Linked DNA regions of Mus musculus: regions 2, 3, 4, 5 and 6 are each linked to region 1. A link is a contact called in public HiChIP or PLAC-seq and promoter capture Hi-C data. All regions are on one chromosome and are shown on one strand. The core of a region is the stretch at or near the end of the contact, and the rest is flanking DNA. Distances in the headings are between cores, read along the strand shown. Region 1 holds the start of Cgrrf1 (cell growth regulator with ring finger domain 1). Region 2 holds the start of Ktn1 (kinectin 1). Region 3 overlaps Fbxo34 (F-box protein 34). Region 4 overlaps Atg14 (autophagy related 14). Region 5 holds the start of Dlgap5 (DLG associated protein 5). Region 6 has its middle 240 kb from the start of Gm34499.

Region 1 (4,340 bases), core at 666-3,165:
GACGAGGTCTTGCAGCCTCATCAGTGCTCAGCCCAGACTTCAAGAAATAACACAATAGAAACTTGCAACACTTGTAAACCTCCTACTGACACAGGTAGTAAACAATCATTATAGATTCAAATCAAGCCTTAAACGTGGCGTGAACCTGTGTTTGTCTGACTCCAAAGTCTGTCTCCCTGTCTCTCCTTGTCTCTGTCTCTCTCTGTCTTCCCCCCCCCCCACACACACACACCCGTCTTCCTTTTACCCTTAGATGCCACATTACGTGCAATATGAATTTTATCCACTTCCCCCAGTGGCCTATTTAACAAGGCATATAGTGCAATTATCAACTAGATAATTTCCTTAGAGAGGAAAGTTAGGTTGAAGAGAGTAATACCAGTGTTGTAGTTCTTTAAAAACTGTGTATTAAGACTACTTTTTTTTTAAAGTGGTAAACACTAATTCTAATTACAAACTTCCTTGACGTAAATGACAGCAATTAAAACCTGAAAGGTTAATAGTAAATAACACGGAGTGATCCACGTATGGTGGCACACCCCTATATTCCCAGCACTTGGGATGCTGAAACAGGACTGCAATCATACTATGCTACAGGGAAACCACCTGTCTTAAAGAGAAAACAACTTAAGACTGGACTTCATCTTATCTTGTCCACAACATGGGAGTTTTACGCTGTAACTCGGGGTCAAGTGGAAATATTAACATGTTCTTTTTTTCCAAAAGGAGATCCTATTATCAGAAACGGACCGGGACCTGTTAAAGTCTTTAAAGTAACGATGAATATGTAATCAAGTGGTATTTTTGAGCTTGATTTACAAAGCCCGCTTCAGTCTCAAACCTGTTTGCTTTGTTCTTCTTGCAAATGCATTCCCGTTCTCACATAGTTTTCAGAGAACTCGTTCCCCAACTGTAACAGCTCATGTCCTTTTCTGTACGGTCCACTTCCAGCCATGGTTCTTGCTCATTTAGAGCCACTGTTCAATACATTTGGGTTCACCATCTTTTCAAGGGGCTATGAAAGCTGCAGTCTAGAGAGCAACCGCTGTAGGCTAGTCCCGTGGTTTCAACCAGCTGTGTTTTATAAGCCTAAACATGATAAAACTGCATCTCCTCAAGAGGGATACCGGAGACTCAACACTGAAAGAATTGTTCCTGGGTTATGTAACTCTCCTAGAAGCAAAATGCCTCCACCCCACAGAATAACTTATTCCTAAAATCTCGCTCCTTTCTAAAAACGTCTTATTAACTAAAGATCACTTCCAAAAAAATAGACTGCATCAAGAAGCCATTCAATTAGCAATCGGTAGATACAGAATTCGGGTAAAAGTTCCTCTGAAAGATCTGGGACCAAGCAAGGGTCAGTTCGGGTCATAAACAGCCAAGCTCCTTTGGGTCAGGTCTGCGCGCCTGCGGGGCCGGTGACCGGTCCCCGCTAGGCACAAAGTAGGCCGGGGCCCGGGACAAAGCCTTCGGGACACGCACTCTGACCCCCGCACCAGGACCAAGTTCTCCCCTGCGGTCCCATCCCACGGGGGCAGCAGCCTGGCCTGGGCCGAGTGTGTTCGGTGGCGGTGACCGCTCTCCCGGAGTCACCCGAACCCTCTGCGCGGACCCCACACCGGGCCGGCGGTCCCCGCGCCCTCCACTCCCAGCCCTGGACACTCACCATCCTAATACCAGGCCGGTGGTGACGATGAAGCAGGTGAAGACCACCGCTATGTAGAAGAGCGGCGAGTATTCATAGAGCGTTACCAGGAACACTGCGGCCATCGGGGTCTCCTGGGCTCAGCCCAGCCCAGCCCGGCTGGCCCGGACCCGAGCCGGTATGGCGCCCCGGAGCGGACAAACTTTGTAGGTCCTCACTCGCCCAGGCTTCTGGGCAGCTGACAGCCGCGGCCACTGGAGACGGAATGCCAATCACAAGGTTGATAGCAGGTATGCCACGCCCCTCCCTCGTCTGGTCCCGACTACTGGCTACGTAACAGGGAGGGACCAGCTCCGCCCTGCCCTGCGCCCAGGATTGGTGGCCTGAGAGAATTCCGCCAGCCGGGCTCTGTTCTCAAATTCCTAACTGACATCTGGGGCCAAAATTTAAGTTAATGCAGATCCTCAGATACACGAGGTATCCTGGAAACCCTGCAAACCCTAGACAAATTTGGGAATGGGACAAGGGCCGGCATCGGCGCGACGGAATGGTCTACGAAAGGAATGGTCTCGATTTGCGGATTGTCGCGGAAAACCCGAAAAGAGGTCACTACCGCGAGCGATTTTTTGTAACCTTATCAACCTTTGCAAAGTAAGTTTATTCAAAGGAAAATCGGCATACGTACTCCCTCGGCCCTCTTTTTTCTTCTCCAATTAGAATTAGCCAGATCTTTGAAGGTTTTAGTAACTAATTTTTGTTTGTTTATTAGGAGATCTTAGTACAGGAAGTAGCTTAATGTCTGCTTCCTTTCCTCACTCTTGTCATCAGTGCCTCAAAGAAGCCTCCCGGAAGTTTCTCCTAAAACCACTTTTATATTTCTTTTACTTAAGCCCTAATGTGATCCCTAGTTACAGCATAAACAGGAGAAACACCTCCCATCACAAATCCGATCCTGTTACTGAGGAAGAAGGGGAGAGTGGACATTAGGACGCTTAAGGAAAGGTTTCATGCCATGCTCTCAAGTCACCAGGAAATGTGTGCTTCAAAAAGAAGAGTTAGCTTCGTCCAGTGACCTTGACCAAATAGCCTTGTGTTTTCTGGAGTACTGCTATTTAAGCTTGTTTCTATGTAAATTTTCTCATTAGTAGATATTGAATTGTAAAAGTATGTTTATTTAAGCTATGCTTGGTTGTTGGAATGTTTTTTACTACCACATCAAGCACTGCAGTGAGTATCCATAAAGCTAATTTACTTACTTAGGCTAAATCATGGAGGTAGGACTTTATGTATATTTAATTTTTTTTAGAGACTAGAGTCTAGAAATACTGTGTTAGATGCAATCACACCATTGCAGGTAGCCAATCTGAAGGCAATTTTATTACAGTAAAACGAAAAGGGATGTTTATCGTGAAACAAAAACATAAGTTGCAGGTAAAGTAACATTAAATACATAGGAATGACTTTGTCCCCACTCAACCCCCACTGAACCTACAGTAAAGAGATGTAAGATGTAAGCCAACAAGATGGCTAAAGGCACTTGCTACCAGGCCTGACAACCTAACTGGAACCTTCTGGAACCACGTGGTAAAAGGAGAATACAGTTGTCTTCAGACCTCTGCAAGCATGGGCCATAGTAAATATAATGTAATGAAAGAAAAGTAAACATTTCCCAAAGTGTAAAGAAGAGAGGAAGCAAGAAAAGAAAAAAAATAAATAAAGTAATGCTTTGGAAGATACAAATCAGAAAAGAACAATTCACCAATCCAGACACGAGAGCCAGCTCCAAATCAGAAATAAAGGAACGGGAAGCCAGCCTAGCTTATCCTGAGGAACTCTCTAAACAAACAGGAGCGGAGATTTAGCTCAAGTCTTTACCATTTCCTGCTTGGATTTACTACAGCCACTGAAATATGTGTCTAACACAGGACCTGTCCTGTGTACTCTGCACACACAGTGTCCCTTACTGCAGGACCTCTCCTGTGTACTCTGCACACAGTGTCCCTCTCTGCAGGATCTCTCCTGTGTATTCTGCACACACGGTGACCCTCTCTGCAGGACCTGTCCTGTGTACTCTGCACACAGTGTCCCTCACTGCAGGATCTCTCCTGTGTACTCTGCACACAGTGTCCCTCTCTGCAGGACCTCTCCTGTGTACTCTGCACACAGTGTCCCTCACTGCAGGACCTGTCCTGTGTATTCTGCACACACGGTGACCCTCTCTGCAGGACCTGTCCTGTGTATTCTGCACACACGGTGACTCTCTCCTCCACCACCAATGACTTTTCTATAGCAAAAATCTAATTCCACTGGTAAAAGTCCTGGGTTGGCATGCCCTGTTTTTCTTGTTCTTTTTAAAATAAAATTTTAGGTAAATTTACAAAGTAATGAGTGTTGTTTTATACACATATATCAATGGTTTTTTGCTTTTGCTCATCCTTGGTCTTTCCTCTCTTCCTTCTTCTCCTCTTCCTTCCCAAAAATACAATATAGGTTTATTCTCTCTCTCTCTTCCCCTCTTGGGGGGGGCAGTCCTTGCCTTCCGCTTTGTTGGAGACAGGATGATATCTCTTTAAAACAAAGACCCTGAGGTCTCATTTGACACGCCCACTCCTACACATCTTGACTGATAGTGCTTGAATGTGAAATGGCTCCAGTAGGCTATATTTGAACATTTGGTCCCCAGATGTGTGGC
Region 2 (4,279 bases), core at 1,538-4,037, 820 kb before region 1:
ACCCACTAACAGACAACTAGGTTGATTCCAACTCTTTGCTATAGTGAATGAACATGGGATACAAATAATCTCCATGGTAGAGACCGGACCCTTTCTTTTAAAGGGGGTAGGAGGAAATCATTTCAAGGCTAAAGCTCACAACCCTTTTTATTTTTACTTTGGTCTGTCCGAGATCCACCTGCTCTGCCCTTGGGAGTGATCAAAGACACTATCATGACAAACAGCATTTTTTTTTTAACTGAAAAGGCTTAAAAGCAATTTAAGGCTGTCAGCACCAATTCATGCACTTGACAAACACTTGTAAATTATTACTTTTCTCTTCTAGACTTTAGTGATGGCTTAAGTTACTCAAACTCTGGTTCCTGGCACCTAAAGTTTCCCCCTAAGTTTCTATTTATAGGAACCATATCCTTCATAATCTTAAACCAATTTTCCCCAGCTGCTAACAAATACATCGTATCTTTTTCATCAGAACACCCCAGACTCTGTCCCTTAGAACTGGAGCAGCAATGATGGGGGATGCAGTCCATTTATACATGAGAGGTCACTGCGACTTCTGGACAGTTACTTCTGGTCTCTAGGGATACTCTGGATTTGCCTTCAGAGACCTTTAAAACCACATGCGTAAGAGGTTACTTTCAAACACCTGAACATTTGTACCTCCCCCGCCCCCACCTCCTGCCATTCCTTATTACACATGAGGTCAGATTCCTAAAGCAAACTCTCCTGGAACCACTGAGTTTACTAATTTTTATTTTTTACAAAGTATTGAAAAAATCTTTTTAATTAAAAATTTGGCCATTAAAAAAAAAGCATAGTAGGCATACAAACAAAAATACATATTCGAGGGCTAGAGGTGTCAAAAGTATATATGGCATGCTCAAGTTTCTGGCTGACCCCAGTGAGTCCCTCCCTGGAAAAACGATACATCCTCCAAAGAGTTCAAGTAAAATTCCAGCTAAAGACTGACTGACGGTCAATCTTACCATGCGTCCTCTAGAAGCTGAGCCTCAGAACAAGCCCTTTACTTGTTAGGTCTTTATCAAAATCTAACAAAAGATCAAAACCTACAAACTAGCAAGCCTGTACACTGCTCGGGGGGTGAGGGGTTTGTGTGGATTTTGCTTATTAGATTTGTTTAGGGGGAAACTATATCAGAGAAAGAGGCTGCTAATACTTAGGGAGGTCATAGAAATATACCAATAAAATAAAACAAACCAACGGCTTTCCATAATGCTGACAATGAATCAAGAAAGGATTATATACTGGGTATCCTTTGTGATATTAAAGTGTTTAATACACTTGAGGAATTTTCCCGATATATTTGAGTGTGTGTCTCAGTAATGTAGAACACCTTATTCTCTAATGCACCTGATAATTAAGACATGTATGTCTACTGAGGGCTACAAAATTCAGAGACGTTTCTAACTCAGGGTTGGCATGGGGAAAGAACCTACATAATTAAGCCTAGCTATTTCGTGTAAGGTCTCTAAAAGAAAGGTGGAATGGGAAAGAGGCTTATTTACCAAGCAACACATCAGATATGAAAGGCTACCGCGGCACATACAGAACACAGGTCAGCCGGAATGCCCCAGGGCAGCATGGACAGATTATCTCAGGTCTCATCACCAAATGCTTTTACCCACACCAGAGCCACTGCTGCCAGTGCTTGCGGGTGAGGGGAGAAAACAAGTGCAACCTAATTCAGGCAAAAAAAAAAAAAAAAAGTTAAATCACCCCTAAGTCACCTGCTACACAACTCAATGTCTAGTTCACCTTTGGGGAGCTCCTCTTTACCTGGGTGTGGAGCTGTCAATTTCTCAGAACACTCCAAAACTTTGAACTATTCTATTCGGCCCGCAGCTTCTGAAGCTATGCTAATCCACATAGCTGCTAAGGAATCCACTTCTAGCAGTGGCCCTGCTGTTAGAATCCGGGTTTCCGCCTCCTCCCAGAAGGACCCGAAGACACTAAACAGCGCACTTTTTGACCTAAACCGAGAGGCAGCCGGACAAAGAAGAGAACGCTGCTTCCCAAGCCCCGGTCTCGGATGGCCGAACTCTGCTCCCTTACGCCAAAAGCGGCCAGATCCGGGACACCCCAAATTCTATTGTTGGACACCAAGGCGGACACACCCCTGGGAGAGAGGGAGAACTTCGCAGGATTTCCCCTAACTCCCAGGACCGGGTGGTGGGAGGGGCGGCGCTCCGGGACAAGCGAGGGGAGAGCCGCTCCAGCATGGCGCACGCGTGGCCCAGCCCGAGCCCAGGGCGCCCGAGGCGAGGCGAGGCGCTCCCTCTGGTCACCCTCATCAGAGCCTTAATCCGCCAGCCCGCCCTGGGGCCTGCGAGCCCAGCTAAAAATAGGCTCCTCGGTCACCCCGCGGCCCTGGCGGATCGACCTCGCCCTCAGAGGAGATGGCCGGGGAGCTCCGGCCACTCGCGGACCTGGGATCGGACCTTGCAGCCACGGGGAGATCGCCGAGCCAGAACCCTGGAGCCCGAACCCGCAGGCGGATCCTCGGAGCGGGCCGGCGGCGGCGCGGCCTGGGCGGACGCTGCACACTGCGACCTCCGTGCGAGGCCTACCCCGCGAGCGCAGCCCCCCGCCCTGCGCCCCGCGCCCGCGCGCCCTGGAGTCCCCGGCCCTGCTCCTCACCCTGCGCAGCCGGGTACCAGGCCGGGACGATGCAGCGGCGCGAGCTCTACCTCCTGGTCAGCGCGCTCCCAGGCCCCGCCGCAGTAGCTCAGGTGCCGTCGCGCCGCCCCGCAGGAAACGGGCGGCTTCGGGGCGGGGCGGCTCCGCACGTCCGGGCGTCGCGGCCAGAGGGGCCCGGAGACCGGCCCCTTAAAGGGACAGGTCCGCGCAGCCGGCGGCCTCCAGATGCCCCGCGCTGGGCTGCAGAGACGTCACCCTCCGCCTGGAAGTCCCTGCGGAATCCCTTCATCCATTCAACCCTACTCTGCCTCCCCCAGTCGGCCTTGGTCTCACGTGACCCTCGCACAAAAGTACCACTTGGCCCCCGACACGGGTTGATTCCTTTTAACCGTACTCCAAGTTGCTAGACATACACACACACACACACACACACACACACACACACACACACACACACACACACACACACGGCTGGGATTTCTCCTCCGAAATCCGCAAAACGAGGAATTTATAGAGCCGACCTAAATAAGTTGTGTGCAAATATTGTAAGGCTGCAATGCTTGCTGGCTGCTGGCCATTCCTTAAGCAAGGTTAAATAACTAGAAACTGCAGCGCTAAGAGGGGTTGACCAGAATCTCTGCGTCTCTCTGCTCTTTGCTGCGAGGATGGAAGCTTTTTCTCCGGTGTTGCTTTTTAGTGTTTTATTATTATTATTATTATTATTATTATTATTATTATTATCTCAGACAACGCCAGTCACTGCCCTGAACATATCTACAACATACTCTAAACTCTCCTCAAAAGTTACCAAATGATTGGCACGCTTCTAGAGTGTGGGGTAGAGAAATAGAATCAGACTCACCATTACCATTACCCAGGAGCAATCCTTAATGATTGGAGCATCAGATAAGTCTCAACATTAACAACAGAGAATGTCCTCATCATAGGCTAGTTACAAGAATGCTGCGCATCTGTCTGCGTTCGAATGATTTCCGCCCAAGCTTTCAGAGCTCTTCAAAGCAGAAATGAAAGCTGAAGCGTTTGTAGCAACAGCCTGATGAGGTATTGAGAATTCCACCAGTGTCCAATCACCACTTCTCAAGGAGCTTGCTCTTTTCCTTTCTCATGAGTATTATTCAGCACTCACCAGCTCCAAGGCCAGCAAAACACTGTTTCTGAGCTGCTGTCTCTTGAACCTGTAAGTGCCAGAAGATTTGGCTTTGTTGGGAAGTGAGGCCATTAGTAGCTTAATACAAAGTGTAACTGTATCATTTCTGTAATGGAATGTAAAGGTTCTTGAATAGCTTACAAACAACTCTGTAATTGCGCCCCCTCCACCCACAAAAAAGTTTCCAGTTAGATTTTTTTTTCTGACATTAGGAAAAGGACACCATCATTTGCATACAAATGATACATAGGTTCCTTCGTAAGTTACATAGTAGCATGGTCTTTAGGGAAGCAATCCTCCAAACGTCTTACTTCTTATAGTCGATACAGAAGTATAAATGCGCCAGCCACTTCTATTCGGATGAACTTTGACTTCTCAAAGGGGAACAGCTGGATGCTTCCTTCCTATAAGCTTTCTAATTGCTCACATCAAAACAAAAAGATGTACTAGATA
Region 3 (4,250 bases), core at 1,009-3,508, 670 kb before region 1:
TAGCACAGCACCGTAAACTGCTGAGCCATCTTGACAAGTCTACTTTGTCTACTTCATATTTGGTTTTTCTCAAAGATGAATAAAAACAAGATTACAGCATTAGCAAGTTGACCCAAATGAAAACTATTTTAGTGAATCATAGAGATATTTTTAATGGTTCAACCCACACTGGTTTCTTTTTCGTTGCTATGTTCCCATTTTATGTGACCATCTGCATAGCAACAGTACTTCAGCTTTAACAGAAGTTTTAACAAAACCATGACTGTGCATTAAGAACTTTCTCACCGTAGAGCTTTAAGGACTTTTGAGACTTAGAGACTAGGTCTCAGTATGTCACCTTGGGCAGACTCAAACATGATCTTCCTGCCTAAGTTCCAGAACAGCCAGCCCTACACAGGGTTCCTTATCTAGGGAAGAAAAGAAAAAAGTGTCTACTGCGAACCTGTGAACAGAGACCCCAAGCTGGCACATTCCTGCCATCCTGACTGTTGGAAGTGCTCTGTGAAAGCAACTGGGAGCAGGCTCAGGCTCTCCCACCATGGCTACCCACATTACCTCTAAGGCTAACAGAAGAGCTTGCTAAGGGGTCTGCTCAACTACACGCTGTCCTAGCCACAAGGCCCAGGGCCTGGAGAAGCTTTTCAAACCTGCAGTAATGGCAGTGATGGACTGTTTCCTGGTATGCACAAGGTTCCAAGCTCAATCCTCACTCCAGCAAAAGTAAAATAAGAAAAGCCCGGTATAGGTCTCTCTAGACCATGTTTTCAAAGGTCCCTCGTTATTTATAGATTCTGTATTTCAAATTCACATAGGCAATGCCAAGGCAAATGCAGGCCAGTTTCATAACCAAGAATATCCCACTTTTTCACTGAAGGAAATCTGATGAACACAATTCAAGGTGATTTTTCACATGGAGAAAGTTCTGGAGGAGGTCCTTCCAGACACCACAGATGATGGTCTTGAACATACGCTTGTAAAGAAACTTGGACCAATCCTCTTGCCCACCCCTTCCTTCCAAAAAGAGAAGCATTTCTGAGGAAAGCACTGGGAATTACAAGGTCTGAAAACAGCAATTAGCCATGTCTAGTCTGACCTAGATTTCATCACATCAGCTAGGGGTAAGAACAACAACAACAACAATAACAAAAACCTCTCGCCTGCAAAAGACAATAGTGTCAGAAGACTGAAAAGAGGAACAGAGACTGTAAAAACCTAGCAACTGGATACTCTTATAAGTAGATCTTTACTGTAGTTACTGAAGGGACAATGGGTCCCATAGACTCAAGTATTTGAATGCTCGTTTTCCTGGTTGGTTAAACTGTTTGGGAAGGTTTAGGAGGCGCGGCCTTGCTGGAGGAAGTGTGTTACTGGAGGGCTTTCTCTCTCTGCCTCTGTTCAGAGTGGTGGCTCTAGTGCCATGCCTGTTTGCTGGCTGCCATGTTCCCACCATGATGGATTCGCCCTCTGAAACTGTAAGCAGGCCCCCAGTTAAATGTCCTTTCTTAAAAGTTGCCTTTGTCATGGTGTCTCCTTACAGCAACAGAACAGAAACTAAAACCACCACCATTCCTCACAATGTTGAATGCCCACTTTCACCTGGGTCCATGTGGAATCCACATGTACGGTGTTGCAAGGGACTCTGAGGTATCTACTCACGTTAGTTACAATAGTTATTGTCTCAAACCACAAACATCTTCTGAAAAATTAAACCATGTGTGTGAAACATAGGTATTTAGCTCAGTGGTAACCTAACACGCAAGACCCTGGGTTCAATATTCAGCACAGAAACAAACAACCAAAACAAAACCAAAAAAGAGGTAAGATGTACTCCTTAATAGAGGAATCTAAGAATTTAATTGACCCAGAAGTTTACACCCTCATTCCTTCTCACCTCCTTTCCTTTTCATATGTTTTGAGACTGAGTGCCAAGCTTGTTTTAATCTGTAATGATCGTTCTGCCTCTGTCTCTGAAGTTCTGTTTCCATTTTAAATCATCACCTTGTTTCCCATGGCATTTCTTCACTGGTCATGCATGGATCTGTCAGTAAAAACAAGGCAGGAGAATGTGCAGTAGTGGAATATGACATGGCCTGCCTGCTCTGAAGTGAAGGGCACTGGCCGTCTTAGCAGGCCATTCCCATGATGCCTAAGACCCAAACTCTCACTAGAGTAAAGCAGTTAACTGCCTACCAGAGTGGATGTGAGTGACTGGGTCACTCGAGCCAGCCACTGACGGACAACTGGAATCGCTAAGGAATTAGCAACAGTGAGATATCACGGTTCCAGCTCTTCTGAAGAGCAAACAGTGTGCTCTGACACTGCTTCCTCTTCCCACATACTCATAAGCAAACAAGCAACCACAGGTCATTCAGTTTTCCAAAAAGCCCTCGACTGCAACTGCTGGGGGCCGATCTTCTCTGCCCCTGGGTGGGTTATGAGCTTGGCCTCAGCATGCTGATAAACCTCATACGATAGATATTGCATCAAGAATGGTTTCTCTCCAGTTATTGGGGCATCGGCTCATCCCGGGACTTGAGCAAGAGTCTCCCCAGAAACAGGGGTCTTTCACAACCACTACAGATACACTTCAAGAAAGTGAAAAATTCCCCTCCACAATAAGCAAAGTCTTTTCCTGACTTGCAAACCAATTGGAGGTTGGCCAGGCTTATTTCGAAATCCCTTTAATAGCTGAAGTCATTTACCTATTTTATCAAGAATTTCTGGAAACAAAAACATGAGGTAAAGGACTCGGATGCTGAAGAACACTGAGTTAGCTGTAAGGTAAACATCAGAGAACATCATCCCAAAGCCACAGAAACAGGAAGTCAAGGACAAGAGCTGCTTCAGTGATTAAGCGCTAGCCTGACAAGTGTGAGGACCAGATGCCCAGCCCTCAGTTAGGGAATGCCAGGCAGGCTGGCCAGCTGCCTGTAATCTCAGCACTTGGGAGGCAGAGACACACAGACTCCTGGGCAAGCTGGATGGCTAGGCTAGCCAGAATTGGTGAGCTCTAGGTTCAAAGAGAGATCCTGCATCAATAACTAGAAGGTGATGAAAGATAATATGAACATATGTGTGTTCACACACATACACACACCTAACAATTCAAACAAACAGGTAGCAGGAGAAGGCTAAAATGGAATGGCCAACATCTTCCTGAGACATTATCCGATTTCTCTCTCTTTTGTCACAGTATACTTATCTGCCCTTCCCCCTTCCCCCCCTTGCAATACGCTGTGGGTCCTCTGAGAGCGTTACAACAGATGGTTCTCTGGACTTCAGAGGTGATGAGAGGTAACGCTGCAGAGCTGGGCATGCTGACATGCTAAATAAAACTTAAAACTATAAAAGCAATCTCAAAACCAGGGTCTCTAACTTGCTTCCATCTCTGGAGTTCCTAATCTGACTAAAGTTCTTCCATAAGGAATGGCAGTCCTAAGTTCTCCTCCCTATAACCTGGAGAACAGGAAAGAGTGACTTTCAGGAAAAGATGGCTGGGATAACACTATGTCCAGAGCTCAGATGAACTTTGCCCCTGACTGTTATTGTCTGTTCTTGGTGGCTATTAATCTTCCCTTAAAACCATTTACTCAAAATACTCAAAAACTGCATGTATCCTCAGCTTCCAGTGTCCCTAGGAAGAATATACAAAAATGTGCATGCCTTTTCTCTTGCTAATCTATTGTGGTTTGTCACCAGAACTCAATTTTGGAGCCTTCAGAGAGGAAGAGAAGTTCCTCTAACACCTGCACAGTGATCAAGTACAGAGACCCTGGCCCAGGATATACAGTAAAGTGGTAAACACCCAACAAACGTGTGTCTCTGCAGCGTGTGCTGACTCAGTGGTGCAAGCGTCTTACTGAAGTGTCCCAAGCTATCGAATGTTACTTATTACTCAGGCCAAAGTTAACAAACTCACAAGCACATGCATCGCCAAGGAAAGCAGAGGAGGAGAAGAGGCGCCGTGTGACTGGAGCTGCAGACTGTTGGGAGCACCGTGTGGGTGCTGGGGATTGGGCTTGGGTCCTCAGGTCTCTTAACTGCTAAGCCATCTTTCCATTAAATGTTTCTTTCATATGAGCTGCCTTTAACATATCATTGACCGTAGCTCCATCTACCAATGCTCTTCTTAAAAGGCTAACAGTCACTTTGAGGGAAATGGGAAGTCACTAGGGAATTCAATCACAGAAAAAAAAAAAAAAAAAGTAAGACACCTCCAAACGAAATCTGGCAGGTTACCCAACAGTGGA
Region 4 (4,317 bases), core at 964-3,463, 710 kb before region 1:
GATGTGTTTCAGCTGAGTCACATGATGATGCTCAACAGGGTTTCCCTAGTTGGCTTTCAAGGGAGGGAAAAGTTGTCCTCGTGCTGTATCCTATATATAAAAACAAGTTCCACATATAAAAGATCCTGTTTAAAATACTACATAAAAAACCTAATAGGAAAGACTATTTTATACTCATAGGGTAGGGAAAGAAATTTTAACCAAGCCCTAAACTCAAAACTAAGTAAAACAGAGGAGCCACACATTACTGTGCAGGGACTCACTCTCTTTAGTAAGAAAGGCCTCACACCTTAAAGAGACAATGATAAACAGGTTTGCAACATCTACAGTAGAGAAAATAAAAATCTAGAGTCAGTCTTTCAATCAGTAATGGAAAAGAAACCTAGTAAAAAGATAGACAAGGGAGTCAGATTTCTCAATCATGAATAAAGACATGGGGCTAGGGGCAGAGCTCAGTGGGCTAAGGGGCTCTTTGTGCAAGCACAGGATCTCAAATTCAGTTTCCCGAATCCATGGAAAAAGCCAGGTGAATGAGGTGGCCACATCTGTAGTGAGATGGAAGGCCAGACAGGAGAATCACCCATCTTGCCTGGTGTGCACAAGTTCTAAAAAAAAAAGTAGGTGAGAAATTCCTGAAAGCTGTCCTGCGGCCTCCACATGCATGCCTGCTCCCTTCTGCTCATTGACTGCTATTCATGCACACACTCACATGCACACACTCGCACCTTCGCACACACATTCACGCAGAAGGAAATGCAGCAAGGTGAGTCTCTTTCCTCTTTCATATCCAATAAATGTCAAACTCAAAGAACTGTGGGGGTGGGAGAACGGTGGTGTCTTACGAAGCCCCTCTGTCTGCACACAGGTCAGGACCCTTTGAAGTTCGAGCAGACCTCGAGGAGTCCATGGAATTTGTGGACCCTGGAGTTGCTGGAGAATCAGACGCGAGTGGAGATGAGCGTGTAAGCGATGAGGAGACTGACCTGGGCACAGACTGGGAGAACCTGCCAAGCCCCCGATTCTGTGACATCCCTTCCCAGCCGGTGGAAGTGTCCCAGAGCCAGAGCACCCAGGTGTCCCCACCCATTGCCAGCAGCAGCGCTGGTGGGATGATCTCCTCCGCTGCGGCCTCGGTGACCTCTTGGTTCAAAGCTTACACTGGACACCGCTAACGAGTTGGGACCAAAAATGCTGATTTTGTGTCTCAGAGTCTTTCCCACTGCACTCTCATAACCTTGTCTGTGTAGTTGCGATAGAGCTTGGAAGCTATCGCCAGGACAAGATTAGTGTCAGGGCCTGAGCTCGGGGCTCCTGGGCCCAGGTCCTCAGTATGCTGGTTCCTGGGTGCAGAGTCTCCCTGACACTAAGTCCTAGGCTTTGATCAGATCACAAAGAAGTGTTTCTTGGTAATGAGGAATGAAAGACAAAGGCTGAGTTTGTTTTTCTGTCATCCTCTTGAGAGACCAGCCAGCAGGCCAGCAGCAGTTTGGCCTCATCCGGGAGAGGTGGTTGTCTGGGGAAGGAGGAAATGAAAGCTTATTGCTTATTGCTTATTGTCAGTCATTGTGCGTCACATTCCTGATTTCCTACTACACACCAAAGAAACCAAATTCTTTATTTCTGTAGACCCATATCTGCGAATGGGGAGTCTGCTGGGATGGTTAGATGTCTAAACAGTTCTCTTGTATTCTGAAGGGAGATAAGTCATTGGGATTGTCTGTACTACACTCACTTCCTCCATCATTCCCTGGATGGGCTAAATGCTACCCGAGCGTTGGCTGAACACTTACGTGGTCACTCGCTTGCTGTCCGGTTTCTTCCTTGGTGGTGGTGGTGGGGTTAACTAGTAGCAGGTGTTTCCAGGGAACTCTTCCTTCTTGTTCCTGAGGTCTTCTTGTCCCTGGGGTCTCTGAGACTGAAGACAGCACCTTATGCAGAGTGTAGCGCGGAGCAGCTGTCCCAGGAAATGCTCAGCTATCAAGGGATTTCCTCAGAGGTCATTCTAATGACAATCTTATAGAAAGCTATAAAAAGAGAGGCATTATGTTCAAGTCATAAGGAGTTCTTTTTTTATTTTTAGTAACTTCAAAAAGGAAGTTCTGTGTAACAGACTCCTGCAGTCCTGTGAGAAAGCACCCCCCTCCCCTGGCCTTGTCACCATATCCTCCTGTTGTGACTGGTGTGATGGTACCTCAGCCAGGTCCTTCAGCAGTCTGCCACGCCCTGGCTTCTGTTGACTCACACTGTGGTTGGTACTTTGCCTGCAGATTGAGGTGCTGTGGCGCTTTGGCAGTTATTAGAAGTGTAGGAAGGACTTCATCCTGCCCAGGTTCCCCACGTTCCCAAGCTCTAGATACCCAGCTGTGGAGCAGGCGGCTGGAGTCTGTTCTGTGCTCAGCTCTGCGACTGCTGGGCTCGTGTTTTACCACCTACTTCTAGGACTTACAGACTGAGTGCGCTGGGAGGAAGCTACAGAAAGTGCAGAGGCCACCAACTACCGCCTACAGCAATTTAACCACAGTTGCAGAAAGCACAGGGCTGGGTGGCCTTGTTTTATTTCATATCAATCAGAGGCACTTTTGTCATCGTCCCTCACAGTAAGTGACCAGCACGGACTGCCTAGGCTGCTCAAGTCCTTGGGGTTTTGTTATTTTGCACTGGATCCACCTGTTGTAAATAGTCTTAAATACACATTTCAACCACTGTTTGGTTCCTACACTCTTTGCTGCTCATTAAAACTTTTTGTGTAGGTGTCAGAACCGTACACAAACAGCTTTCTAGAAAAAAAAAAATGAAGCTGGTGTTTTGTTTTTTTTTTTTAAACCGAAAGCCATAGAAGTTGATCATGTTTTCCATTTAAAAATGATTTCTTGGAACAAGGTAATACTAATAGACACTCAGAGGCACCACATGGGCTGCTTTACATGGTCTTACGTAGAACCAAGAAATGTAACTTACCATGGTATGGGGGTCAGCATTGGGTGGGGTTCAGGTGTGCATTGGGAAAGCTGCAACGTCAGAACCCCCTTGCTGCGACTGAAACTTCCAGGTCAGGTTGATCACACAGATGTTTTCTAAACCTTTGTTGTATTACTGCAATAAATCCTTTAACAGTACTTGGCTGTGTGTGTCTGTCCCCCAGTTCCTATTTAGTTCTGCTGCTACATTGATGGTAGCAGCAAAAGTGCAAGCTAACCTGGAGTACTTCATAGAAATTAAAGGATACATTTTAAAGAATGTTTTGCTAGGTAAGAAATTTTTTTTAGCCGGGCGGTGGTGGCTCATGCCTTTAATCCCAGCACTCGGGAGGCAGAGGCAGGGGGATTTCTTAGTTCGTGGCCAGCCTGGTCTACAAAGTGAGTTCCAGGACAGCCAGGACTATACAGAGAAACCCTGTCTCTAAAAAACCAAAAGAAGAAAAAGAAAGTTGTTTTTAAAATGACTGGTTATTTGCTTTAATGATGATGGCTCAACTTTGGCAAACAATAGTTGCTTATGACTTGTGGGTTTCATTCTCTGTTCTTGATCTGGAAAGGAATGAGCCTCTGAGACGGGGCCTGCTCTCGCTTTTGCAGTGCAAGAGGAAATGTCAGAGGCATTTCCCAGGCCTCGAGGAGTCGGCAAGCTCTCAAGAATCCTTTTTGTAACTAATCTCTCCGACAGGCAGCAGTAGCTTCCAGGTGATATGGAGGAGCTGGCTAGAGGTGGAGAGGGCCAGTGACGGGTCACCCCTGTGGCCTGTAGGAAGGACACTGAAGGTTACTCATGCCCATCCGTTGCTTTACCTGGGATGGAAAGCTCTTCAGAGAGAATGTCGGCTTCATCTTCCTACACAGCAACCAGAAGCAAGTTACCACGCAGTGTACAAATGCAAGGGGAGACTTCTTTTTTTGTTGTTGTTGTTGTTGTTTTTCGAGACAGGGTTTCTCTGTGTAGCCCTGGCTGTCCTGGAACTCACTTTGTAGACCAGGCTGGCCTCGAACTCAGAAATCCTCCTGCCTCTGCCTCCCAAGTGCTAGGATTAAAGGCGAGTGCCATCACGCCCAGCAAGGGGAAACTTCTCATCCAGTTACATTTGTCTGGGGCAGGGAGTGAACAGTGGGAAGAAAAGGACTACTTCCCGGTGGGTGGGGGTGGGGGCGCTTCCGAAAAGGAAGTCTGAACCTAGGCATGATATATGAGCACTCAAGCATCTGGTGAGAAAATAGCCTGGAAAAGATTAAGTGAATTTTTTAATAAACACAAAACCTATCAGGGTAACAGTTTTAAAAAAAAAATTTTGTGCATATATGTGTGGGGCAGGCACACATGTATGGA
Region 5 (4,322 bases), core at 107-2,606, 590 kb before region 1:
TCAAGTAGCCGAGGCCAATAGAGACTCAGTTTTGGGTCCCTGGGTGGTGGTGGTGGGTTAAGATTTATTTTGTTTTCTGCCTATGAGTGTTTTGCCCACAGAGGTCAGAATGTGATGGATCTTTTAGAACTGGAGTTACAGAGAGTTGTGAGCCACCACGTGGGTGCCTGGGTTTTCTGCCAGGGCAAGAAAGTGCTCTCAACTGCCAAGCAACTCTCCAGCCCCCAGTCTCAGCTATTTTAAAACAACAGTGAAACCCAAACAGGAACCACATTGTCACACACTGTTACTACGTCTTAAGGTGTCTTTTAACACCTTACAAGAACAGGTTTGTTTCCTGCAAACCATGTTTTTCAACCTATGCTGAACTTGTGACCCCATGATGTACGCCCACCCCTTTGCCTTGTTAAGTTCCTGAACACCTGTGATGACTCCCCTTCCACATGCTGTGTTCTTGCATTTATCTACCCCATAGGTAGCCTTGAACCCCGAGTGGCTCACTCTCCCGCTGGCCCAGATGCTAAAGGCACTAAGAGTCAGTTATCTCCAACGGCTCTTTTTTTTTTTTTTTTTTTTTTTTTTTTAGCAACCCTGACCCATTCCCATAAAAAGAACCTCAAAAGCCAGTGAGGGGCTGCTCTCTGAAATCTCCACTTTGGGAGACCGCAGCTGGCTGGCCAGTTTGCTTTAATCAGATATAGCTTGCTTTAATCAGCCACTCGCGAAATTGGTGTTTCTTTCCCCCATCAGATCTAACATAACCATGAATATTATGTCAGTTACCTATCTTCATCTTTCTCTTTGTATGTCCCAGAGGTCTCAGTGCTGCTATAGAGCTGCAGGCAGCTGGTCCTCTTTCCCAAGATGTTGGCAGGGAAAAAGCAAAAGCCAAACTTACAAACTCTTTCCTAATTTATCTTCCCGGTGTCTACTGGATACCGATCAGTCTACAAACACATGGTCAGCACAGCTGTCCTGGCCCAGGCGTTTTTGTTTTCTTGATATCTCATGGGATGTGTGCCTTCGTTTATGTGTCTGTTAGAAATCTCAGTTGATTTCTAAGGCAGACGTTAATTTTGCCTTAGAAAAGAAGGAGAAATGGAATAAATGATCTCGTTTAACTTAAAACCTTTGCCTTTTTTTAGCGTGGATGCTCAGCCCGTAATCCCAGCAGCACTCAGTGACAGGCAGGAGCATCTCGGTGAGTTCGAGGCCAGCCTTGTCTACATAGTGAGTTCCCAGACATAGTGAGACCTTGTCTTAAAAACCAAAACAAACAAACAAACAAACAAACACGTTTAAAAGGAAAGAAGAAAACCGGCCTGAAGAGCCAACAAGTGCGGCCCGCCCCACTGAGTTTATAGTGTGTCGCTGCCACGCCTAGCGGGTTTACCGCCTCCCTCCTCCCCCTCGCCCTCCCGCTCCCAACCCTTTGCCTTCCAAACAATTTAAATGTCGCACAGAACCAACCTATCGCAAGCCTCGTTCGAGGGGAAGGGGCGGGAGCTTCCGGAAGTGTTGGCAAAAGTCCCTCCAATCAGCGGCTGGCAGCGGGAAATTTCAGTTCCGTGAAGGGTCGGTCCGGGAGTTCCTTCTGCGGATCGGTGGAGTTTTCTGTGTTGCGACATTGTTGTGGATCCAGAAACTGCTTCAGGTAAGTGGGATCAAGAGTTCAAGGTCCTCCGTGGCTGCATACCAGCTCGAGAATGGCCTGGGACGAGACTGTCCCGAAAAAATTTAAAAATGGCCTAGGTGAGATGGCTCAACAGTTAGGAAGGAGCACTTGTTTGCAGAGTTAGCTTCCCAGCATCCCACGTAGGGCAGGTCACAAACTCCTTGTAGCTCCAGCGTCAAGAGGTCCGACACCCTCTACTGGACACCAGTATGCATCCACCCCAACACAGAAATAGACATACACATAAACAACAAGAAAAAAAACCTTTGGAAAAAATTGGCATGAAAAATGTAGATTATCCTAAAGCATTGACAGCGTATTAGAGATGAGACTCTACCCGACCTGTATGCTAGTAACCTCCCAAAATAGCCCACAAGTGTCAGTGGATTCTGCTTTTCCTGAAGACGCTGTCATTTCTCTCTAACCTGCTGTAAGTATTAGACGGAGAATCTTAAGATGAGTGCACAGGCAGGGGAGCTGACCTGAGAGGTCCACTTGACCATCACCATGACACAAGCCATTAGAGAAGAAGGACCTCAGTTGAGGAAATGACGACATGAGGTCCAGCTGTAAGGCATTTTCTCAGTTAATGATTAATGGGGAAGGGCCCAGCATCTTGTGGGTGGCAGCCATCCCTGGGCTGCAATCCTTGGTTCTGTAAGAAAGTGAAGCAAGCCAGTAAGAAGGGTCACTCTGTGGCCTCAGCACCAGCTCCTGCCTCCAGGTTCCAGCCTTGCTTGAGTTCCAGTCCTGACTTCCTTTGATGATGAATAGCAAAGTGGAAGTGTGAGCTGAATAAGCCCTTTCCTCCCCAACTTGCTTTTAGGTCATGGTGTTTTGTTGCAGCAATTGACACCCTGTCTAAGACAACCGTGTTAACAAGTTTTGCTTAAACTCTTTCTCTAGTAGTTGTGTTTGACACTTTCTCTCTTTTCCTTTTTTTCTTTTGGTGGGGAGAGGATTAAAACAAGGTTTCACATAGCTCCCACCAGCCTCCTTTGGAGCTGAGACCGACTGACCATGAGCAGGCCCTCTTGTTTTGGTTTTCCGACTGTGGTTGCACAGTATTTATCAGGCCAGCTTTAGCCAGGTGTTAAAGTCACAGGAGTGTGTTCATCACAGTAGGGTGATGCTGCGATGAAGGGTCTAGGTGGGTTTCAGACCTTACTTACTTCCTACTCATAACCCCCAAATAGGCCGTGGTATCTCATCTGTGATGACTTTTCTACTTTCATATCTACTCATATTTTTTCCATTGTGAGTTTTAATATTTTCATTTCAAGGAAGTGCAGAGTGGTGTAGGAGATAGATTGAAGTCTTGATCATTTTTATTAGTTTACTAATTTATCTCTTTGAGAGAATGTTTTACTCTTTAGCCCAGGCTATGCAAAGCTCACATGATTTGCTCGCTTGAGCCTTCTGCCTGCCACAGCCTGACCTGAGATTTTATTTTACTTTTTTTAAATAATAAAATGAAAATCCATTTATGTTGGTGTCTGTTTCTCCTCTTTGGCAGGATGCTGGTGTCACGTTTTGCCAGTCGGTTTCGGAAAGACTCGAGCACTGAGATGGTTAGAACCAACTTGGCTCATAGAAAGTCTCTGTCTCAGAAGGAGAACAGACACAGGGTGTATGAGCGAAACAGACACTTCGGTTTGAAGGACGTCAACATTCCACTGGAAGGGCGAGAGCTTGGTAATATACACGAGACATCGCAAGACCTCTCTCCAGAGAAGGCCAGCTCCAAAACAAGTAAGGAAGGGTCTTTTGTAACTGTAAGTACTTTTGAGACGCAAGGGGTCTGGAGAGATGGCTCAGCAGTTGAGAGTGTTCACTGTTCTTGCAGAGGACCTGGGGTCAGTTCCTAGCATGGTGGTTCGTCTGTAACTCAGGTTTCTGAGGATCCGACTTTGCCGGCTCCTGCATGGGTAAGGTGTGCATACATCCCCTTGGCACACCACATGCAGATAAATAGGAAAAGAGAAACCTGGGAGGGAATTTAAAGGGCTGAACTGATTAAAGGAAATTGTTCTAAATAACTCGCTGAGAACCTTTGAAATACAAAGATTTCACCAGTCGCCGAGAGAAAAGAGATCATTCTTAAACTTTGCCCGAAGTGGTTTGGGGCCACAAGGAAAGAAAGAACTGAGTAAACAGAATAGAATAGTCTCAGGAAAAGATCACAACCGTGAGAATAGTGTCTAGCTGGCCCAAGGAGTTAGAGGGTGGAGCTGAGGAGCGGCTTCCCTCTAACCGGGAGCCTGGGTTGGTTCTCTTTAGTTAGCAAGTATTAGAACTGAATGGCAGTAATACAGGATGACTGTGTTCTTAGGATTTTTTTTTCTTTTTACACTCATTGGAGGGGATGGTGCATGGGAGCACAGGTTCCCCGGTGAGCGTGTGGAGGTCTGGGGACAATTGGAGTGTCGCTCCCTCCACCATTATGTTGGCTCCAGCGATCAAACTCTTGTTGTTAAGATTGCTTAGGGAGCACACTAATCACTGCGCTCTCTTCCTGGCCCTAGATATTTTGTTTTATATTTCTTTTTAGAATCCATGTGGCATGCACACCCAGTGCATTGAACCTGCTTTTGTAACAGGTGGTATCGGGCCGAAAGATTGTAGTCTGTACCACCAAGGCCAGCTT
Region 6 (4,210 bases), core at 477-2,976, 850 kb after region 1:
ATGTAGTTGTTTATCAGAATGTAGTCTACAACTGGCAAGAGGTCTCAGTGGGTAGACATGCCTGCTGCCAAGCCTGAGTTCCATCGCCAGGAACCACATGGTGGGAGGAGAGAACCAACTCTCATAAGCTGCCTTCTGACCCCCCCACACACACACATGCACACACACAACCTAGCACACGTGCACACATACACACACATACACTGTAAAATACTGTAGATTACATACACTTAGAAAGTTACTTCAGATTTAACAAGCCTTCAAACATCAAATGCATTGTATCAGCCCTCTGCCTAGGTGATTTTTGTGAATAAATCTGTGTCAACAGAATGTATTCATTTTATTTTAGCGCATTAAGGGAAGCATGGTTTATTTGTGTGGATCAGACAGTTGAAGACTGCCGTAGACCCGTGGCTGGCAGTGGTGGAATTGCGACTGAAGACCCTTTCCTCTGCACGGCCACCCCAAGATGTCTTTACAAGTTTACTACTTTAAAATCCTTTTTATATGCATGGATCAAGCTGGAAGGAGGATAAATGCAAGGTCATGAACTTTCAGAATGCTCCTGCACAACCAGTGTCGACCCGAGAGCTACAGCTGCCACACACTGGGGATCCACTCGCCAGCTGCTATCGAAACTATGATCGCCAGGCTGATGCTATCAGGCAGCGCCCCACAGATAGGATCGACAGGGCATGCGCACACGCTCCTGTCTTTGGGGAGAAAACTAGAAACACCTGGATCGTGTTAGCTCACTTCTGCCCTTCTGCAGCTGGCTTTTATGCTTTTCCTCTCTTAAGGAGTTGACAATCTGGGAAAATCTTGATATTCAGCCAAGAAGACAAGAGCCTTTCATTTTGAGCACAGACATTTCTCTGTGTCCTGGCAAAGCAATAGGGAGAGTGAGATGGAAATTATTCCTTATGGTGTAAAAATAAAAATGTGGACAATTAAAAAAAAAAAAAAAGAAAAAGGTCTTCAGAGAGCACGCAGTGGATGCGGTGCTTGCCATGTGCTGTGACGACCTGGTTCAAGTTTTCAGCACTCACAAAACGTAGGCGCCGTGGCACACTCCGCAGTCCTATGGGGAGACGGGATGAGAAGCAGAGATGGAAGCTTGCAGGCCAGCTAGCCTGGCACGAAGAGAGAAAACCAACAGGAGATCCTGTCTGAAACAAGTTGGGATGTAAGCACTGGCACCCAAGGGTGTCCTCACCTGTCCACCTTCATATATACAAAAGTGCGCATGCATATATAAACACACACACACATATACACTCACACACACACACACATGCACACACACACATACACACTACACGCATACACACACACACATACTCACAGACACACACACACACACACACACACACACTCCTAAACCATCATTTTCAAATAACAAACATTTCTCCTTTTATTCTTCTTCCTCTCTCTTCCTCCACCCCACCCCCACCCAGACCCCTTTGGTCTTTTGAGCCAGTCTCACTACAAAGCCCAGGCTGGTCCTTAATTCACTGATAGACCAGGCTGCCCTCAAACTTGCAGTGATCCTCCTGTCTCTGTCTTACAGGCACGTGTCACGGAGCCTAGCTTATGACTGTATTTCATAATAGCTTTGGTAAGTGGTGCCCAGTAAATTTGAGTGAGCACTGTGCCCTGCCCAGGGCTGTCTGCTGTGTGGGCCCATAGCTGGGCCTCCTCTCCGTGACTCCCCAGCCTCTCTCAATGGAACACTTGAAAGTCTCACTCCAAGCAGAGGGCAGGAGGCCAGGGGTGGAGTGGCCCCGCTTACTCTGTAGTACACTACTTTTTTCTGGTTGAAAAACTTCTGATGTCAAATTAGTCATCAATTTAGGTATTTTTTTCCATGAGCCTGCACCCTGGATTTCTGGATATAACTCATGGATGTGAAATAATCAAAGCAGAGTACGAGCCAGAGTTTCCACAACACAAACAAAGCCAGAAGAGTTTAGAACAAAGTCCACACTAACCAAATACCACTGCCCTACCCAGGCTGGGAGCCGAGAGCAACCACACTGTAAAGCAGAACACGAGGCCCCTGCCCCATGAAGATGAAGAGTCAGAGGGAGTGTGAAGCAAGGACTCTTAGGCTTTTGATGATCAGGAACAGGCCCAGGTTTGTCCCTGGGTTGGTTGTGAACTTCCAGCAGCCATTGTCTTACTCGTTCTTCACCCAGCCACAGAGAGAAGCCAAATCCACTTGCTGCCGCTGTCTGAGCCGCTTGGCCAAACTGTTACAAAATATGCAAAATAGCAAATGTGGGGAGGGAAAGTAGCGTACATACATTCATTTCCCATCGATTCTAGCTCAGTACTGGTGGGCAACTAAAGATGTAGAGCTAGATGTGTCTCTTATTCATAGGTCTTTTGGAGGACTGAGGCTGTAGCTCAGCAGTAGAGCACTTTCCTAGAATGCAGAACGCACTGAGAAAGCAAACGCATTTGTGAAGTTCCTTTCCACACAGGCAATCAGGTGGGCTGTACACTGGATCTACCCAGCAGTGTATTTTAATCATTTTGCCACACTTACAAGTTGCTTTTGATTAGTCAGTGGCCAATTCATGAAGGACAGGCTCCGTGCTGCACCTCATTCTTGCAGTGGTTCAAAAGTTTCCTCTATCACTCCTGACCTTCCATCCTTCAGTTCCACCCAGACTCTAACTCTGACTTGTCTCCTCTGGGCCATTGTGCAGGTGGCCCTTTGACTTTATTGGCAGCATTCCTGGGTGCTGCTTTGAAAACTCTGTCCTGTCTGAGATCCGATGGAGTAGAATCATACTCTGATTTCTCTACCTCAGGGCACCAGTATGGAAGTTTCTTCTACTCCCTCCCCAGTCGTAATATTCAGGACCCAAACTGCAACCCTGGTCTGGGAAAGTCCTGGTTCCTATGGAGATGGGGTGTGGAGTATGAGGCCTGCTGTTACACCATGGTAGAGAGGCTTGCTGCCTTATAAGAGTGTCACCCCACACCATGGGATTAAGCAGAAAGATTACTTTCCCTCCCTGTGATGGTTAGAAGAAATAAAGAGACAACTAGTGAATAATTACAAAATATGCAAAACAGCAAATGTGGGGAGGGAAAGTAGCGTCAGGCAACTGTTGCTTTTTCATTTGTGTCTGTGTGTATGCACGTGTATTCATGTGTGTATATGAATACGCATATATGCATGTACATGTGTATGCATGTGGATATACATGTGTCATATGCTTGTTTACATGCATGTGTGTATACATGTGGATGTATGTGTGTGTGCACATGTGCATTTTGTGTGTGCATGCATATGCACACATGTGTGTGAGTGCTTGCACATGTGACCTCGCGTGGTGGCCAGAGGCTGACATTGGGAATCTCCCTCCACCTTGTTTTACAGAGGCAGGTCTCTCATTGAACCTGGATTTCTCCAACTTACTCAATTGGCTGGCCAGTGAGCCCAGCGATCTGCCTGTCTGTGTCAGAGACACACTCTGCCAGCCTCTTATATGGGGAGCTAGGATGTGAACTCAGGTCCTCATGTCTGTGCAGCAAGCACCTTTTCCAGAGAGCCAATTGCAGAGCTGTCTGTTGTCCCTCTTAGAAGACACTTCAAATGCCCTCTCCTTCCATGAGACAATGTATGGAATATGAATACCCTCAACATTTCAGGTCATTCTGAGTGAGATCATTGCTGGGACCAGGAAACAAAGCCATTATGGAAGCACACCGCTCATGAATTTGCTTAGCACATGAGAAGTGTTCAAGTGTAACCCGCACTCTTGGCGGTGGAAATAGAAAGCAGAATAGCCACTGTGGAGGTTTCTCAAGACTAAAAGTAGCTGAGCCAGCCATGCCTGGTATATGCAGCTGAGTATGCCACAGAGATACCTGTGAGTCAATGCTTACTACGGCACTGTTCACGAAATCCAGGGAACCAGCAGAGATGCCCATCAATGTGTGAATAGTTAGTGTTGTATGCATATATAATTGAGTATCATTTAGCTATAAAAATAAAATTATGTATGCAGGAAAATGGTTGGGACTGAAGATCATTAAAATAAAATAATGCCAACTCAGAGTAGTATCACATTTTCTCACAATCAAGTATTATATATTATATATTATATATTATATATATTTAAGTATTAGGACTTGAAAGTAGAAAGGACCCTTTGGAAAGAGGAGAGGAGGAGAAAACAGGAGAGGAAAATGG

What was found. Promoter capture Hi-C pulls out the DNA fragments that hold promoters and counts their contacts. HiChIP or PLAC-seq counts read pairs in DNA pulled down with a chosen protein or histone mark.
Region 2: a contact with region 1 is called in a promoter capture Hi-C map of pre-B cells, with 4 times the contacts expected there. The contact joins the promoter of Ktn1 here to the promoter of Cgrrf1 in region 1. A contact is called at or near these places in 5 of 39 promoter capture datasets (the C10 cell line, hippocampal neurons, liver and 1 more), 1 of 484 Hi-C or Micro-C datasets (CD4 T cells), 1 of 115 datasets of contacts at active chromatin or transcription factors (memory CD8 T cells) and 2 of 9 other capture datasets (liver and macrophages).
Region 3: a promoter capture Hi-C map of liver shows a contact between it and region 1, with 2.2 times the contacts expected there. The contact joins the enhancer-like site here to the promoter of Cgrrf1 in region 1. A contact is called at or near these places in 2 of 39 promoter capture datasets (the C10 cell line and liver), 2 of 115 datasets of contacts at active chromatin or transcription factors (bone marrow-derived macrophages and memory CD8 T cells) and 3 of 9 other capture datasets (adipose tissue, liver and pancreatic islet).
Region 4: an H3K27ac HiChIP or PLAC-seq map of microglia shows a contact between it and region 1, with 5 times the contacts expected there. The contact joins the enhancer-like site here to the promoter of Cgrrf1 in region 1. A contact is called at or near these places in 2 of 39 promoter capture datasets (the 3T3-L1 cell line and liver) and 1 of 115 datasets of contacts at active chromatin or transcription factors (microglia).
Region 5: a contact with region 1 is called in a promoter capture Hi-C map of pre-B cells, with 4 times the contacts expected there. The contact joins the promoter of Dlgap5 here to the promoter of Cgrrf1 in region 1. A contact is called at or near these places in 8 of 39 promoter capture datasets (the 3T3-L1 cell line, the C10 cell line, the HPC-7 cell line and 4 more), 2 of 484 Hi-C or Micro-C datasets (B cells and CD4 T cells), 3 of 115 datasets of contacts at active chromatin or transcription factors (bone marrow-derived macrophages, effector CD8 T cells and large pre-B cells) and 3 of 9 other capture datasets (adipose tissue, liver and macrophages).
Region 6: a promoter capture Hi-C map of liver shows a contact between it and region 1, with 2.2 times the contacts expected there. The contact joins the enhancer-like site here to the promoter of Cgrrf1 in region 1. A contact is called at or near these places in 7 of 39 promoter capture datasets (the 3T3-L1 cell line, 3T3-L1-derived adipocytes, hippocampal neurons and 2 more) and 1 of 115 datasets of contacts at active chromatin or transcription factors (astrocytes).

What each region holds. Positions count from the first base shown.
Region 1 is chr14:46,829,709-46,834,048 of GRCm38.p6, reverse strand. It overlaps Cgrrf1 (cell growth regulator with ring finger domain 1), which reads right to left and starts at 1,915. Exons shown (of 6, transcript NM_026832.4): 1 at 1,670-1,915. The coding sequence starts at 1,773.
Region 2 is chr14:47,647,819-47,652,097 of GRCm38.p6, reverse strand. It overlaps Ktn1 (kinectin 1), which reads right to left and starts at 2,787. Exons shown (of 39, transcript NM_001347527.1): 1 at 2,659-2,787.
Region 3 is chr14:47,502,774-47,507,023 of GRCm38.p6, reverse strand. The region is part of intron 1 of Fbxo34 (F-box protein 34); the gene reads right to left. Gm35166 (a long non-coding RNA gene) reads left to right here. Exons shown (of 2, transcript XR_383410.3): 2 at 3,700-4,080. Among named protein-coding and RNA genes, the nearest start is that of Gm35166, 3.3 kb to the left of the region's middle. Within about 2 kb of position 2,258, at least 12 of the 459 cell types and tissues checked have an H3K27ac peak or open chromatin away from gene starts, as enhancers often do. A contact at or near this core is called in adipose tissue and liver, where this site is marked.
Region 4 is chr14:47,539,692-47,544,008 of GRCm38.p6, reverse strand. Atg14 (autophagy related 14) reads left to right here. Exons shown (of 10, transcript NM_172599.4): 10 at 866-3,116. The coding sequence ends at 1,172. Among named protein-coding and RNA genes, the nearest start is that of Atg14, 27 kb to the left of the region's middle. Within about 2 kb of position 2,213, at least 44 of the 459 cell types and tissues checked have an H3K27ac peak or open chromatin away from gene starts, as enhancers often do. A contact at or near this core is called in microglia, where this site is marked.
Region 5 is chr14:47,415,441-47,419,762 of GRCm38.p6, reverse strand. It overlaps Dlgap5 (DLG associated protein 5), which reads left to right and starts at 1,356. Exons shown (of 19, transcript NM_144553.2): 1 at 1,356-1,654; 2 at 3,192-3,427. The coding sequence starts at 3,193. It also overlaps the pseudogene Gm8353.
Region 6 is chr14:45,981,172-45,985,381 of GRCm38.p6, reverse strand. No RefSeq gene overlaps it. Among named protein-coding and RNA genes, the nearest start is that of Gm34499, 240 kb to the left of the region's middle. Within about 2 kb of position 1,726, at least 21 of the 459 cell types and tissues checked have an H3K27ac peak or open chromatin away from gene starts, as enhancers often do. A contact at or near this core is called in liver, where this site is marked.